Linked DNA regions of Zea mays: regions 2 and 3 are each linked to region 1. The links are chromatin contacts, called in public Hi-C maps. All regions are on one chromosome and are shown on one strand. The core of a region is the stretch at or near the end of the contact, and the rest is flanking DNA. Distances in the headings are between cores, read along the strand shown. Region 1 holds the start of LOC100284474. Region 2 holds the start of LOC100286153. Region 3 holds the start of LOC100383047.

What was found. Hi-C and Micro-C count contacts between places; a contact is called where the count stands out from the background.
Region 2: a Hi-C map of leaf shows a contact between it and region 1, with 5 times the contacts expected there. The contact joins the promoter of LOC100286153 here to the promoter of LOC100284474 in region 1. A contact is called at or near these places in 5 of 25 Hi-C or Micro-C datasets (ear, endosperm, leaf and 1 more).
Region 3: a contact with region 1 is called in a Hi-C map of tassel, with 2.6 times the contacts expected there. The contact joins the promoter of LOC100383047 here to the promoter of LOC100284474 in region 1. A contact is called at or near these places in 9 of 25 Hi-C or Micro-C datasets (bundle sheath, ear, endosperm and 2 more) and 2 of 3 datasets of contacts at active chromatin or transcription factors (leaf and seedling).

What each region holds. Positions count from the first base shown.
Region 1 is chr1:265,540,960-265,545,420 of Zm-B73-REFERENCE-NAM-5.0, forward strand. LOC100284474 reads right to left here and starts at 1,916. Exons shown (of 7, transcript NM_001157369.2): 1 at 1,579-1,916; 2 at 1,372-1,448; 3 at 1,062-1,196. The coding sequence starts at 1,850.
Region 2 is chr1:265,745,129-265,749,589 of Zm-B73-REFERENCE-NAM-5.0, forward strand. LOC100286153 reads right to left here and starts at 2,285. Exons shown (of 14, transcript NM_001159041.1): 1 at 2,163-2,285; 2 at 947-1,300; 3 at 773-860; 4 at 127-254; 5 at 1-45. The coding sequence starts at 1,296.
Region 3 is chr1:265,711,416-265,715,876 of Zm-B73-REFERENCE-NAM-5.0, forward strand. It overlaps LOC100383047, which reads left to right and starts at 2,246. Exons shown (of 2, transcript NM_001175723.1): 1 at 2,246-2,479; 2 at 2,559-3,543. The coding sequence starts at 2,386. The coding sequence ends at 3,337. LOC100275997 reads left to right here. Exons shown (of 3, transcript NM_001371526.2): 2 at 869-1,130; 3 at 1,225-1,646. The coding sequence ends at 1,283.

The DNA.
Region 1 (4,461 bases), core at 666-3,165:
ACCTATGCATTCGCCACTATCCCTAATTAAGGGTTAGGTAACACGCAGCTGCTTACCTAGATAGCATATTGCATCTTTTTGAACCAGTGCACTGCATTAATTGTTCTAGTTTGATGGTCTGAAATTCATAGCAACTGTTAGACAACAATATTCATTGCCTTGTATAGCATAGCCGGCCGGCCTTGTATAGCAGGCTAGGATAGAGAGAGATTTGGGAAGGAGTCCAGGATGGTAAGGATCAATGCGGAATCCAGGCTTGTATACCAACTTGAAATTGTTCTAGCATGCCCTCCTGTTTTTTTTATATACAACAATATGCACACAGCCGCAATAAAAAAAAATGTACTAAGTTCAATAATGTATTTGTGGAACATCCAATGATCCATTGCTCTCTTTACTTTAGGAAATCAGAATCATAGATATAATAATACGAAGGAAGTTTCAAAACTTGGGCTGAAACTCACCATAGAATTTGTTTAAACAGGAATCAACTAAATTTTCTGGTGATTGTTTCAAATTGTCCAAAGGATAACGGATAAAACACTCCTATAATGGCCCAACTGCTCTTGTGCTCTTTGGAAACTTCTGGATATAGAGATATTCCATCTTAAAATCGCAAACAACGGAGATATGTCTAAATTAATTACCAACTACAATTTAATGACTCCAGCTGTAGCCGCTTTAACATATAGTACTGTACTCCCTCCAGTGCAGTAAAGGTAGTCGTTTAGGACATGATTGTGCATACCAAGGAGTGATTAATTATCATAGAGTTTTCCCTGTTTGCCCCTATTAAATAGGGATATGGGTGCATTAATGTCACTAAAACAATCAGACTTGATTGGTTGCTGCAGCAGCTCCAAGGCATTCTAGACCGGAGGTCTCAAGTTCGATTCCTCTTAAATGCATTTTTTTTTGCAATTAGTAGGGGCAATAACGTCCAAATCCTATACCCACGCGCGCTATGACTTCTTTTTGTGCACGCTCGGTCACGCGCAGGATGACTTCTTTTACTGCACCGGAGGGAGTACAACCAGAAGTTGCGCGGGTATAGTTGTTACCGTTGGCTGAATCCTTCTCGTTCTGACTGGTCAGCTTCTCAGCCTCCTCCTCCGTTCCAACCTCGAGCGGTCCCCCGCCAAAGCTCATATGGTTGTAACTCAGTAGGCATGCCTTGTCGAAAACAAACCCGGGCTCTGAACAAGCGTGTGGAAACCAAAATAAGAGGACAAACACCAAGTAAAATGCATCCATAGAACGCCAGGAACCCAGGAGCTTGCACTGATGCAAGGAGGTATTCAGCCGAGCCAATCGACAAGCTAATCCTTGAAACAAATGAACGAAGAAGAGGCGCTGAAGAAGAACCCTGACCTCGTCTTGCGCTGATCCTGCGGTCGAAGAGCCGAACGACGTCGGTTCCCTCCAGACACGCGGCGTAGGAAATCATCCTGCGACTCGAGACGCGGGAGCAGCGAGTTACCTCCAGGGAGGAACGATACACAAAAACCAACCCCAAAGTCGCGCGGAGCGATTGAGACCGAAGTACGTAGGAGCTGAAGTTGGGAGAACGGAACTCACAGCGCTAGCTCCCGGGCGGCGCGAGGGCTGCAGAAGCGGCCGGAGCGGTCAACCTTGGCGTGCGCGGGTGCGGTCGTCCCCGAGGCCGCGGGCGGTGGCGGGCTGGAGACCACCAGCGGCGCGCGGGTGGAGGCGACGGCGCGGGGCAGGGGCGGCGCCGGGAGCGCCCGGGCGCGCCGCGAGGCCGGGCCCGCGAGCAGAAGGCAGTGTCTAGGCCCCGCGGAGAAGAACGATGAGGGGGAGAAGGTGCGGAGGGATGGTGCCGCTTCCATTTCGCCCGGCGCGTGCCCGCCGGCGGAAGGACCGGAGGAGTGGAGAGCGGGCAGCGATTGAACTCGAAATGGAGCGGACAAGGAAGATGGGGATAGCGAGAGGGATAAGGTGTTCTCGGATCGCTTTGGTTGCGCGAACAACCGTTGGGCCGATATTCCGCCATATTGGGCCGTGGCACACCACTGCCTTGCTGCAGAATGCTAGGGGTCTTTTAGCACGGTTTAATATTGTTAGAGCTAGTTTGAAAACTCTATTTTTAAAATAATTTTTATTTTGCCAAAGAAAAATAAACTAATTTCTTTTGGTAAATGGAAATCTTTAGAAAATATGGTTCCAAAATAGTTTTAGCTCTAGTTTTACTCTGCAAACAGTTTTTCTATAGGAGTCAAAGGACGTGTTTGTTTTAGTTTAAAATCAGATTTTCAACGAACAAAAGCGAGCCGATGAAATAAGCCCGCCAAACACATACTTTTTTTTCTTGCTTATTCTCACCGCGGAAGGGTAAAAAACGCGGGTGTTGTACTAAAAACGCAGCTTTCAGCTCGCTTCTCCGAAAGCGCGTTGACAGTAAGAAAAAAACAAACACACCTAAAGCCATTTCCAAAAACCATTTGGCAACAATCGTCTACCCCTCGCTCCCTGCGCTTCACTCATTTCACCTGCTTCGTCCTCATCTCTCCTTAAAACCTAGCACCGCCTTCTTCCGTCTTCCCACCCAACCTCGACCATGCCCGTCATGACACTCCATCATCCCCTGATCGATGTCAGCGCGAGACGCCGCAGTGCCCCGACGCCAGGCTTCCCTCCATGCGAGCTCCCTCGAGGCGTCGGTGGCCCTGAGCCCGTGACGGTGAAAGTGAATGGGTCATCAGAGGTCGCGGTGGAGAGGAAGGAGAAGATGACAGAGTCATTAATTCCACCGAATCTATCCAAATTTATGCCGCCGCCATCCTCATTGTTGATAGTGATGGCAAACCACTTCTATGTTGCTCTAACCGGTTCGGCTCGGTCATGTTTGACGAATCTTTCCGAGGCCTCGATCCAGCCCCTAGTGGCCTAGTACAAGCTTTGCTGTCAATTCGTGCCCAATTTTGAGGACACTTTAATCTTGGTGTAGAAAGAGTTTCTGCATATATTAGGTAATGTTTGGTTCACATATTTATAATTTAATAGATAACTGATAACATTAAATCATATTTGTTTAAGTCTAAATGAAATGAGATACCACACTAGAAATTAATATCAATCTATTTAAATTATTGCTGGTACTCAACTATAAATCATTATCGTTACTATTTTCGTTACAGTCCGTTACATTTGGCCACCTCAAAACGATATCCCCCGCATCACGCCTGCTTGTGTCGTTGTTGCCTTCTCACATGGCGTGCCTGCCTGACTAAAAAGATTCTTGAGAAACATACCTATAATATCCAAGGTTGTGGAGAGCTTGTTACCCTCAACGACAAATGCACATGGGCATAGGTTGTAGAGAAGAGGAGAGAACATGGTATGCCGCTAGAGATATACATAGCCAAAGTTGTCGGGGACGTGCTCGATCGTACACAAGAAAAAGAAGAAGGAAAAGGTTGCGGGGTATAATTCCCAATACCAAAATGATATCTATATAGAACTGAAAAGAAGACCAACTTGACCACCTACGTCAAATCAAATGCTGTTAAGCTAGCGCCTAGGAACAAGTCAAGCACGCGACATCTGGGACGTTCACACAGAGTAGTAGTACACGACACACCCCTGGAGGCTGGAGCCATGGGACTCGCGAGTCGGAAGCAGTGCTGGATAAAAAATTCGTAGCTCGTTAACTCGCTCGATTCGATTTGATAGTGGCTCGACTCAACTCGTTTATAATTTGTAACAAGTTGAGTTTGTATTTCAACTCGTTACAAAAACGAGCCAGCTTGAGTTGGATCACGAGCTGACTCGCGAGCTAAACGTGTTGGAGTAATTAATCAAATCACAATAATCTCCGATCCAAAATAGTTAATCTTGTACTTAGTTAATCTTGTTCTTTGTTGAGTGTGGAATCTTAAGTTGCAAATTCTGTTTTTTTTTCTAAATCGTTCCTGTTTTCTTTTGCTACATGTTTTTATATCCATTTGTAGACGCTAGCACGAGCCAGCTCGAGTTGGCAAACGAGTCGAGCCGAGTTGGATCTTTAGCTCGTTAACATAACGAGTCGAGTCAAACCGAGCTAAGCTAGCTCGATATCCATCCCTAGTCGGAAGTAACGGATTTTTTGTGTCACCGTGTGTCTTGAATATGGGCCAGACAGCATGGTCTAAAAGTATTAGCATAAAGTATGGTCTGACACAAAATAATATAGGTCAGTCACAAATTTCGACCCGTCATCTATCGGCACGGTTCTCACGCACGCGTGGATAGATTTGGACCGACACGACCCAATAAAGCTTATATTGGTTTTTTTAAATTTTAGTAAGTTATAAACTTTATATTATTGTAATATTTGAAGTTCATGTTATCAAATGATGGTCGATTATTTAATGTCTTTGGTTTAGTAAGCTATTTACTTTATAGGGTTGTAATATTTAGATTTTATATAGTTTAAATATATGGACAGGAATTAGATCGGTA
Region 2 (4,461 bases), core at 1,035-3,534, 200 kb after region 1:
TGAATCCATGAAGCACCAGCTGCCTTCAGTTCAGAAACAACCTCCCTTCATTTCATAAAATATCACATTATCAATTAACGAGAATCATGCTGGAAAAAATGTTGGCTGCTTTGTGTGGATGCTTACTTGTAGATGGGAAGAATGCTGCCAAGAAGCGAAAGAAGAGAGAAAGATTTCTCCACACCCTTGGCAGGCTTAGAGAGGAGCAAGTATGACACTGGTCCAACAAGCACTGGGACAGTATCAATACCGAGCTGCATGAGGGGCAAAAACAAAGTTTGCAGGCATTATTTTTCATAATTGAAAATAGCATGCCCCTTCCTTTACAGGGTGAAAACTACCGACATTAAGAAAAAGAGCACTGCAGGGAATCCTATCATATTGCTATGCAAAGTTGAATGAGAAAATAGTTTTGTGACAGTTATGCATTAGTACATTACTGTCAAGATGGAAAAGTCAGTGTGTTCCAAGCTTGTCCATCTTTGACTTCAAATAAGGCTAGCAAAGCAGTGGGTTAACTTATAATTTACTTCAATGTTATGGAATGTATTGAAGGCATCAAACCAGTCAAGGATTTAAATAAGCCATAGGTTCAGTACAGCTGAAGTGCTTTTACCAAAAAGAAGTGGGTTCTAAGCTGGGAGACATAAATATTGGTTGCTGCATTTTTCCCTGTTACTAAACCGTGCAGCCATGCAAGCAAACAATGATGAGAAGGGTAAATGAACTAAATTACAAACAGCTGACAGTATCTGTTGTTACAGCAACATACCGCTTTTGCCTCCTTGTACTCAGAAACAGCCTTGTGAGAAGCGTATGTGAACTTGGTGCTTGGGCCAAGTTCAGGGACAATAAAGTGGCTGCGAGGAGCAAGGTAATAAAAAAAATGTTAGACCAATACCACAAAAAAACCAAGTAAACATTCAAGAGACAGAAGTTGACTTACTAGTTTGTATCAAACCACTTGGTCATCTCCATAGCAGGGACAGTGGCATTTCCCCTGGCCATTGAGAAATAGGTGCTCAAGCCAATCTCGCCTCCAGTCCAAGAGTAGCGCTCTGGGACAGCACCAAGCATGGCCGTGGTATCAAGGACCTGGTCATAGTACGAGAAGGTGTTGCTGGGAATGTACTTGATCCCAGCTTCTGACATTTGCTTCCAGATGCTAGACCTGAGGTCAGAGGCAACTTTCTCTAAATCATCGGCGCTGCTCTTCCCATCCCAGAAAGACTCCAAGGCAAACTTGAGCTCTCTCTTGGGGCCCATGCGAGGGTATCCAACAATATGGGACGCCATCTTTCTATATAACAGAAAAATGTTAAAATCAGGTTGACAGAGAAGCTAGCTGAATATTTGTCCCAAAAAAAAACTGCAAATAAGCTAAAAGAGCTCTCTCTAGCTCTAGGGGCCCATACAAGCGTATGCAACAATATGGGACACCATCTTTCTATATAACAGCAAAATGTTAAAATCAGCTTGATTCACATCAACAAGAAGCTAGCTGAATATTTGTCTCAACAAAGCTGCAAATAAAATGCGCACTTGTACAGTTCTACAGGAAGCAATGATATATTAAACTACAGCCACAGAAAACAAATTGATCAGTATAAAACTATCACTGTCCATTCAGTGAATCTGCCAACTAACTTCCGGATCATACATACATGAAGAAATTTTAAATGTTCCCGTAGATCTAACAGAGCCCGCCCGCCCTTCGGAAACGATCTAAAAATTAACAGCGCGTTACGCTGCTAACAAAAATCTGGGGGCCTGAGATGCTAGCCAACTCAAATCACAATGATGGATTTCATATAATTACGACTCGAAACATCTCCTCGAAAAACAAAAGGGGGGCAATCGACTCTAATCCCGCAGTAACCCAGCGGCGATCTCAACGACTCGACCAAAAAATATCGAGCCCCACCAAAACCACCAATTCCGCACAGCGTAGCGCAGCAAAGCAACCCCTACAGGGAAGGAAACAATGGCTACGAATCCAGACAGACCGAGCAGGCAGGCGGGGGGGCAGCAGCATGCCAGACTCACCGCGCGCCGAGGCGATCCGAGAGGCGCGGGGAGATAGCGGAAGCGAGGGAATGGGCGAGCGGGAGAGTGGGAGGGGGCATATACAGCAAGGGGGGAGGGGGGGAAGGCGCGCTTACCCTTTGGAACGTGGAGCGGGAGAGTAGCTCCGGGGGAAGAGGACGACGCCGGGGTGAACTGAGATGTGGGTGGTGATGACGAGCACGGGACGTCTGACTGTCTGAGGGGTTTCATTTGTAGAGGTAGAGGATGCAGTGTCTGCGTTAGGTGGCGGCGTGGCGCGCGCTTACGGGATCTGGTGAGATCCCATTTCCCAGCTGCCAAATCCGTCGGTGCTCATGATTTGTTTGGTTTCTAAGGACTAATGTTTGGTTTTTTCATTTTATTTTATTTTATTTTATAAATTATTAAATATAGAAACTATATATTTAATAATTTTAAAACTAAAATAGAATAAAATGTAGGAACTAAAAATTAATCCCTAAAACTAAATATCCACTTAGATTTTTCTCTTCTTGTCTATATTTATACCACTATATAATCTACTTATTTACCTAACCATCCAAATCATCACAGTATAACGTTAGTATGGACTATATATTAGTTGGAAAAAATGTCAGTTTCGATAATTTTTCTTCATAATTTTTTTGAACTGGCACGATCGAAATTCAAGAATTAGAAAAAAAACTCGTGATACAACAATTATAAATAAATTGATTATAGGCGAAAACAAACCGGCCTTATGATATCAGAAACTCTAAAAATATCATGCAATCTAGATTTTCTGCGCTGTTAAAACTTGGGAGAATTTCTCGTGGAACAATCAATTTTCTATAATAAGAGGTGGTAACAACCTTCGTTTTAATTAGGAAATCCGGCTCGGAATGGCAAGCAGTGAATCTGAACAACCGTGCTAGTAGTAGTTGTCACATCCACGAGCCATGTAACGAAAAATAAACATCTTTTGGAGTCAAATGCCAACTAATGGAACACAAACGGATGTTTAACTTTTTTGATTTTACAGAGGGGAATAATTAAGAAGGCTCAAGATAGGTACTCCCTCTGTATCTAAGAGTATCTTTAAGAGACTCTTTATTTTTAGTTCTCTATTTAACTTTTTATTTGTCTCTCTATAAATATTAAACTATATATATATAACATCTCTTTACAACAGACTCTCTAACATAAAGTAAGCTTAGCTAGCGAGAGTTGCTAGCCAAATTTAGCTAGTGAGAGAGTTAATTTAGAGAGCCGAATAGCTTAGCAAGTTAAATAGCTAGTCTGTTGGAGAGCTATTAAATAGCTAAAATTTAGCTTGACAAGCTATTTAGCTAGTCTTTTGGAGATACTCTAAAGAATTGGTAAGTCGAGCCTTTTTTTAATGGCCGACCAAATTTATTAAAAAAATATTTAAAATATCCATAAAACCAAATAATCATATTATAAAATAATATTTTTTAAAAAAATTTGTCTAATGAGAAATACTGTAGCGATATTTGTAGCTTTGAAAACCTATACATCCCAAATCCATCTTCTACTAGGGGCCGAAAGTGGTGACAGATGCCGATGTCAGTGCAGAACAGCACGAGTTCCATCCAAGCATGTGTGGTATTCTAATTGGATAAAGAGGCGTAGTGGTGCTCAGAAAAAGAAAAGGATGTGCGGCCCGCGACTTTCCGATTCCAACCAACCACTCCTGATTCCTGAACCTCAAGTGGAGTGGGGAGTAGAAGCATCTCCCAGCCCCCGCCAACCATGAAAGCTCAAGCTCCATCCAGCAACACTATTCTTCCTTGAATCTGGCTTACATCACACTCAAAACACAGTGCGCGAGTGTATGCGCATTTGTCTTCCAGGTTGAAATAAAAAGGTAGTTCGATCATAGGTTTGGATCTTGGAGCTGGTCCACCTCCATCATCATCAGAGCTGCTACGGCTGCTACAGTATACATGACATGTAGCCTCCTACTTGGCCATCAGGGACGACAAAATGAGGGGGCCATGGTAGGTGCTCCTACCTCCGGGGGTTGGTGGTCGACATGCTGCCAATACAAACAATGCAATAGCCAATAGGTTTGCTTTGCTTCTCCAGCTTCCAAAACTCGTCCTGCACTCGTGCCTGGGAAACGAACCATGCGACGCCAGTTCAGTCTTAAGATCATTCAGAATTAGCATACGGTCAACGGGTTCATGACGTTTCAAGGACGATGACAATGTCAAGGCTGCTAATAGTTTTTGGATTGAAACCTGATCAATGCGGTTTGATTTTACCTTTGGATCTTGACTGGGCTGGTTTTAGAATCTGAATACACGCATTATTCAAGTTTGCTGCTGCTGCTAAATGCATTAGTTGGTGCTCAGTACCACGCTCTTACCACTTACCATCATGTTATTAATCAGACAAAAGTTGACCTCCCTG
Region 3 (4,461 bases), core at 996-3,495, 170 kb after region 1:
CAAAAAACTCTATCCAATTTAATCAACACTGGATCAGTTTGATGATTGAACCATGTGAAACGGCGTCCATGCAGGGGGATCTTCTTGAGAGCTACATCCTCAATTAGGCGTCTAAAGAGATTCATCATAGCCTGGTTAAGATTAGAGTGATTCTTATCTGAAGCTTGTAAAATGAGATTGAAATCCCCAGCTAGTAACCAAGGCCCATTGCAAGCCTCTCTAATGGCTCTCAAGCCATGTGAATGCAACTGTAGTATGCATGCTTCAATTTAGCCATGTGAATATAGCTGTAGTATGCTCTCATGGATTTAACCATGTGAATGTAGCTGTAGTATACGTGCTTCGGTGTGACCATGTGAATATAGCTATAGTACGCATGCTTGGATTTAACCATGTGAATATACATGTAGTACTTGTGTGTGATTGATTTTTATCTAATTGGTCTCCTGTTGCTTGTCAAATTTGGTACCTGCATCCCCCTCAGGCATGTTTCTCTGGTTGTCAAGCACAAGTGTGTGCCTTTACATATGACAAGGGCTGCATGTGAATACTCAGTGGTAGCTGCCATTAATTGTTGTTGTGCAAGCCTGAACCTGTAGTCTTGTAGTATTGTGCTATCACCAGTGCCTGTCAATGATATGAAGTACTGATCAGTATCCAGTGTTCAGCATTCACAAACCTATTTGCCTATATATCAATCACAGGCATGGCTGACATGCCTGTCAACTATCGAGAAACCCTGTTGGTCAAATTGTTGTTTTCTTCTCTTTTGCTCAATTGCATTATGCACATCGGATTTTGCTTATGAGGCTGACTGAAAGGAAATTTGTTTCAAGAGACTGATAATTCTTTTTCTCTTGCCGCGCAGAATAAAGCAAGTGCAATCTATGACCTCCAAAGGAATAGAAGTAACCTTGAATCGCTATTCTGCTACGACAAATCTGTCCCAGAGGAGAATATTGGAAAACCGTCCGGTCTAGATCTGGAAAAGAAGGATGTCGGGGACAACCCTCCCTGCTCAAGCTGTGAAGCTAAAGGCGCTGTGCTGTGCGCAACATGCGCTGGTTCAGGCTTGTACGTCGACTCGATACTGGAGAGCCAAGGGATCATCGTGAAAGTCAGATGCCTAGGTAAGCTAGCTTGACAAGCACATTCTGTGCGACAGTTGCTTCCCTGCTATACAGTTGGGTTTGGGTATACCTGCTGACATCCAAATTGCTGTAGGCTGTGGAGGAACTGGGAACATCATGTGCTCCAAGTGTGGAGGCCGTGGGCATACCTGAATGATAAAAAGCTTGGACATTGCAGTGTCTCCGCAGCAAGACAGTACAATCCTGCTAGCATCCTTCCCGAGTTACGTTGGTGGGTATTTGGTCTCATGGTGACATCGTCAATCAAAAAGAGTTACGATTCTTCCGGAGAATTTTCCTTGTGCTGATCTAGCTGCTGTAACTGCATCGAAACATGCTTTAGAAGCTATTGAACCCCATCCCCCCCCCCCCCCCCCCTTTTGCTTTTTATTCCCCTCGTTTCATGCCTAAAAGTTTAAAGGACGATGCGTCAAAGGATTCGATGTTATGTTGTAATCATAAAGGTTAATGAAATGTGAAAGATACACTTCGTTTATGGGAGAGATTAGATTCAAAGTGTCCTGTGCAGTAACTGAGCAGAAGTGTGGTCACATCACATCACAAATACTAGTACATACTCCAACTCCATTCAAGAAAGAATGCAATTCTAGCAGTGTTATGTTTTGGTATTTTAAATTTTAACTAATTATAGATAAAAAAAGAATCAATATTTATAATGTGAAATAAATATTATTAGATTGATTATGAAATGTATTTTTATACTAGATTAATTTAGAGTAAATGCTATTTACTAAAAAAACTTGGTTAAACGTAAATCACTTCAACTCGCACGCGTTTTCGTCTATGACACAGAGTACAAACATGACGATTAGATAGAAAGTGGTGAGGGATCAAAAGCAGCTTGGTCATTTCCTAATCGAAACTGCTCAGTCGCTGAATCATGGTCTAGTAATACCTGTCCCACTCAGATTAATATGCTTCTCTTCAGCTGCGGACCAACGCCCCCTGCAAACAAGCAAGGAATACTTTGATCGACCGTCACCTGTGCACGAAGCCATGTTGACGATGGCCATCGAATCAATCCTTCTCCTCACCCAGGTCATATCTCCTTATATACTGCACTTGGAGGTGTTTGTATATATGCACATCCACCACAAACGCCCATTGCCATCAACCCCAGCAGCAGCAGCAGTCAGCAGAGGCATTGTTACTTGTTAGTTCCGAAAGCACACGTACGTCTCACATTAGCTAGTTCCAGCCTTCGTCGTCCAGGACACGAGAGGAAACCGCAGCCATGGCCAACAACCGCACCTACGAGGAGCATACCCCCGCCGTCGAGTGGAGCCGCTCCGCCGCCGAGGCCGACGCCGTCAAGATCTCGCTCCCAGGCAAGCAGTCCCTTGGCTCCTTTCCAGCCTGGAGCGATGATGGTTACTGTTACTGAAATACCCGTCGCTGGGGCTGCAGGGTTCAAGAGGGAGGACCTCCGCGTGCTGGTGGACAACCACGGCCACCTGCGGACGCGCGGCGAGCGGCACCTCACCGGCAACAGGTGGATCCGCTTCCAGAACGACTTCGAGCTTCCCGCCAACTGCAACGCCGACGGCATCCGCGCCAAGTTCGAGAACGAGACGCTCACCATCACGCTCCCCAAGAAGACCCCCTCGACGCCCATGCAGCCGCCGCCAAGGATGCCCACGGCGGCGCCGCCTCCGTTGCAGGGCCAGGGGCAGGGGCTTCCGCCGGCGGCCAGGCCTGCCGCGCCGACCCCGGCGCCGCTGGCTCCAGCTGCTCCTTCCGTGAAGCCGCCCGCCGAGTCCAGAGCGTCGATGCCGAGGAAGACGTACGATCCTGTGCCGGCGCCGGCGCCGGAAGTGGAACCGCCTGCAACCACAAAGCCCCAGCCGTCGCTGGGGGCTGTTCAGAGGCTGAAGGAGGAGGAGGAGGAGAGGAAGAGGGAGGAAGAGGGGAAGATGGCCGAGGACAGGAAGGAGATGGTGCATGAGAAGGACACGCAGCAGGAGCAGCAGCCAATGCTAGCAGAGACGATGGCGTTGGCGAACCTGAAGCCCAGGCAGGCCTCCGCGAGGCAAGGCATGCTGGTGAGCGTGGCGGTCGCGGTGGTTGTGCTGCTTGGGTTCACCGTCTACGTGTGGCACAGCCTGAGGAACGCCACGGGAGGCGCCGGCGGCGAGCACGGCCACGGACACCAGCTGTGGACCGGTAGCTACGGCGACGAGATGTGAGCAAGCTAGCTCGAGGTGTGGCGTGAGTACACAGTACATCTAAGTGGAAAGGAAGCAATGCAAGTGTGCGTGTGTATATATAGTTATACACGCACACGTACATACACATATACTACATACATGGGAGGCTCAGTACACGCACTACATACTCTACTCGTGTTGATCGTTTATCAGCTGGCAATGGCATGACGGCTTAATGAGCTTTTAAGAGATGTTTCGTTTGGTCGGTTGATTGATCAATTTAACGAAAATAACACTGGCCGTCAGGCCGTGTGGTGACTGGTGTGCTCCTAGTTAGTTTGGATCTACAGAACACCATACTCATGTTCGTTGACAACGCCACGACGGCACGTCGGTAACGGCAGACCTCTTTCTAGCCCATGTGATCTGATTTTGGCCCAATCAAATACTTCTTAGGCTGACACATTTCGTAATCATAGGCTTTCAATGGACAGTATCGTGAGGTAATAAACATGCCGGCCGCCGGGAACCGACGGGAATAAGCACTAAACCGATGAGAATAAGGGTGTGTTTGGTTTGACTTTTGGCTTTGGCTTTTGCCCCCCTAAAAGCCAAAAGTCAACCAAAGGAATGGATCTAGAAAGCAGCTTTTTCTAAAAGTCGGCTTTCTCGTAGTGCAAATCTGAAAGCACCCCTAGACCTGCTTTTAGTGGCTTTTCGGATGAAATTGTGAAAACATATATCGAAGAATTTTTAACGACTTTTAGTGGTTTCTACCAAACGGTTTTTAGCTTTTTAACAGCTTACAGCCTACAGCGGCTTTTTCAACAGCTCACAGCCCACAACAACTTTTTTCACAGCCACAGCCCAACCAAACAGACCCTAAGTAATTTCCGTCGGTTTAGAGCTTATTCCCGTCGGTTGTCAGCCGCCAGGCGTCCTTTGTCGGGGATAAGGTTATCCCCGTCGGCCGCCGACGGGAATACTTAATCCCCATCGGCCAATATCGAGCCGACGGGAATTACGACTAATTCCCGTCGGCCACCACAATCGACGGGAGTTACTAATTAATCCCCGTCAGCTGACCTGGCCGACAGGAGTTACTAATTAATCCCCGTCGGCTGGCCTAGCCGACGGGAGTTACTAATTAATCCCCGTCGGCC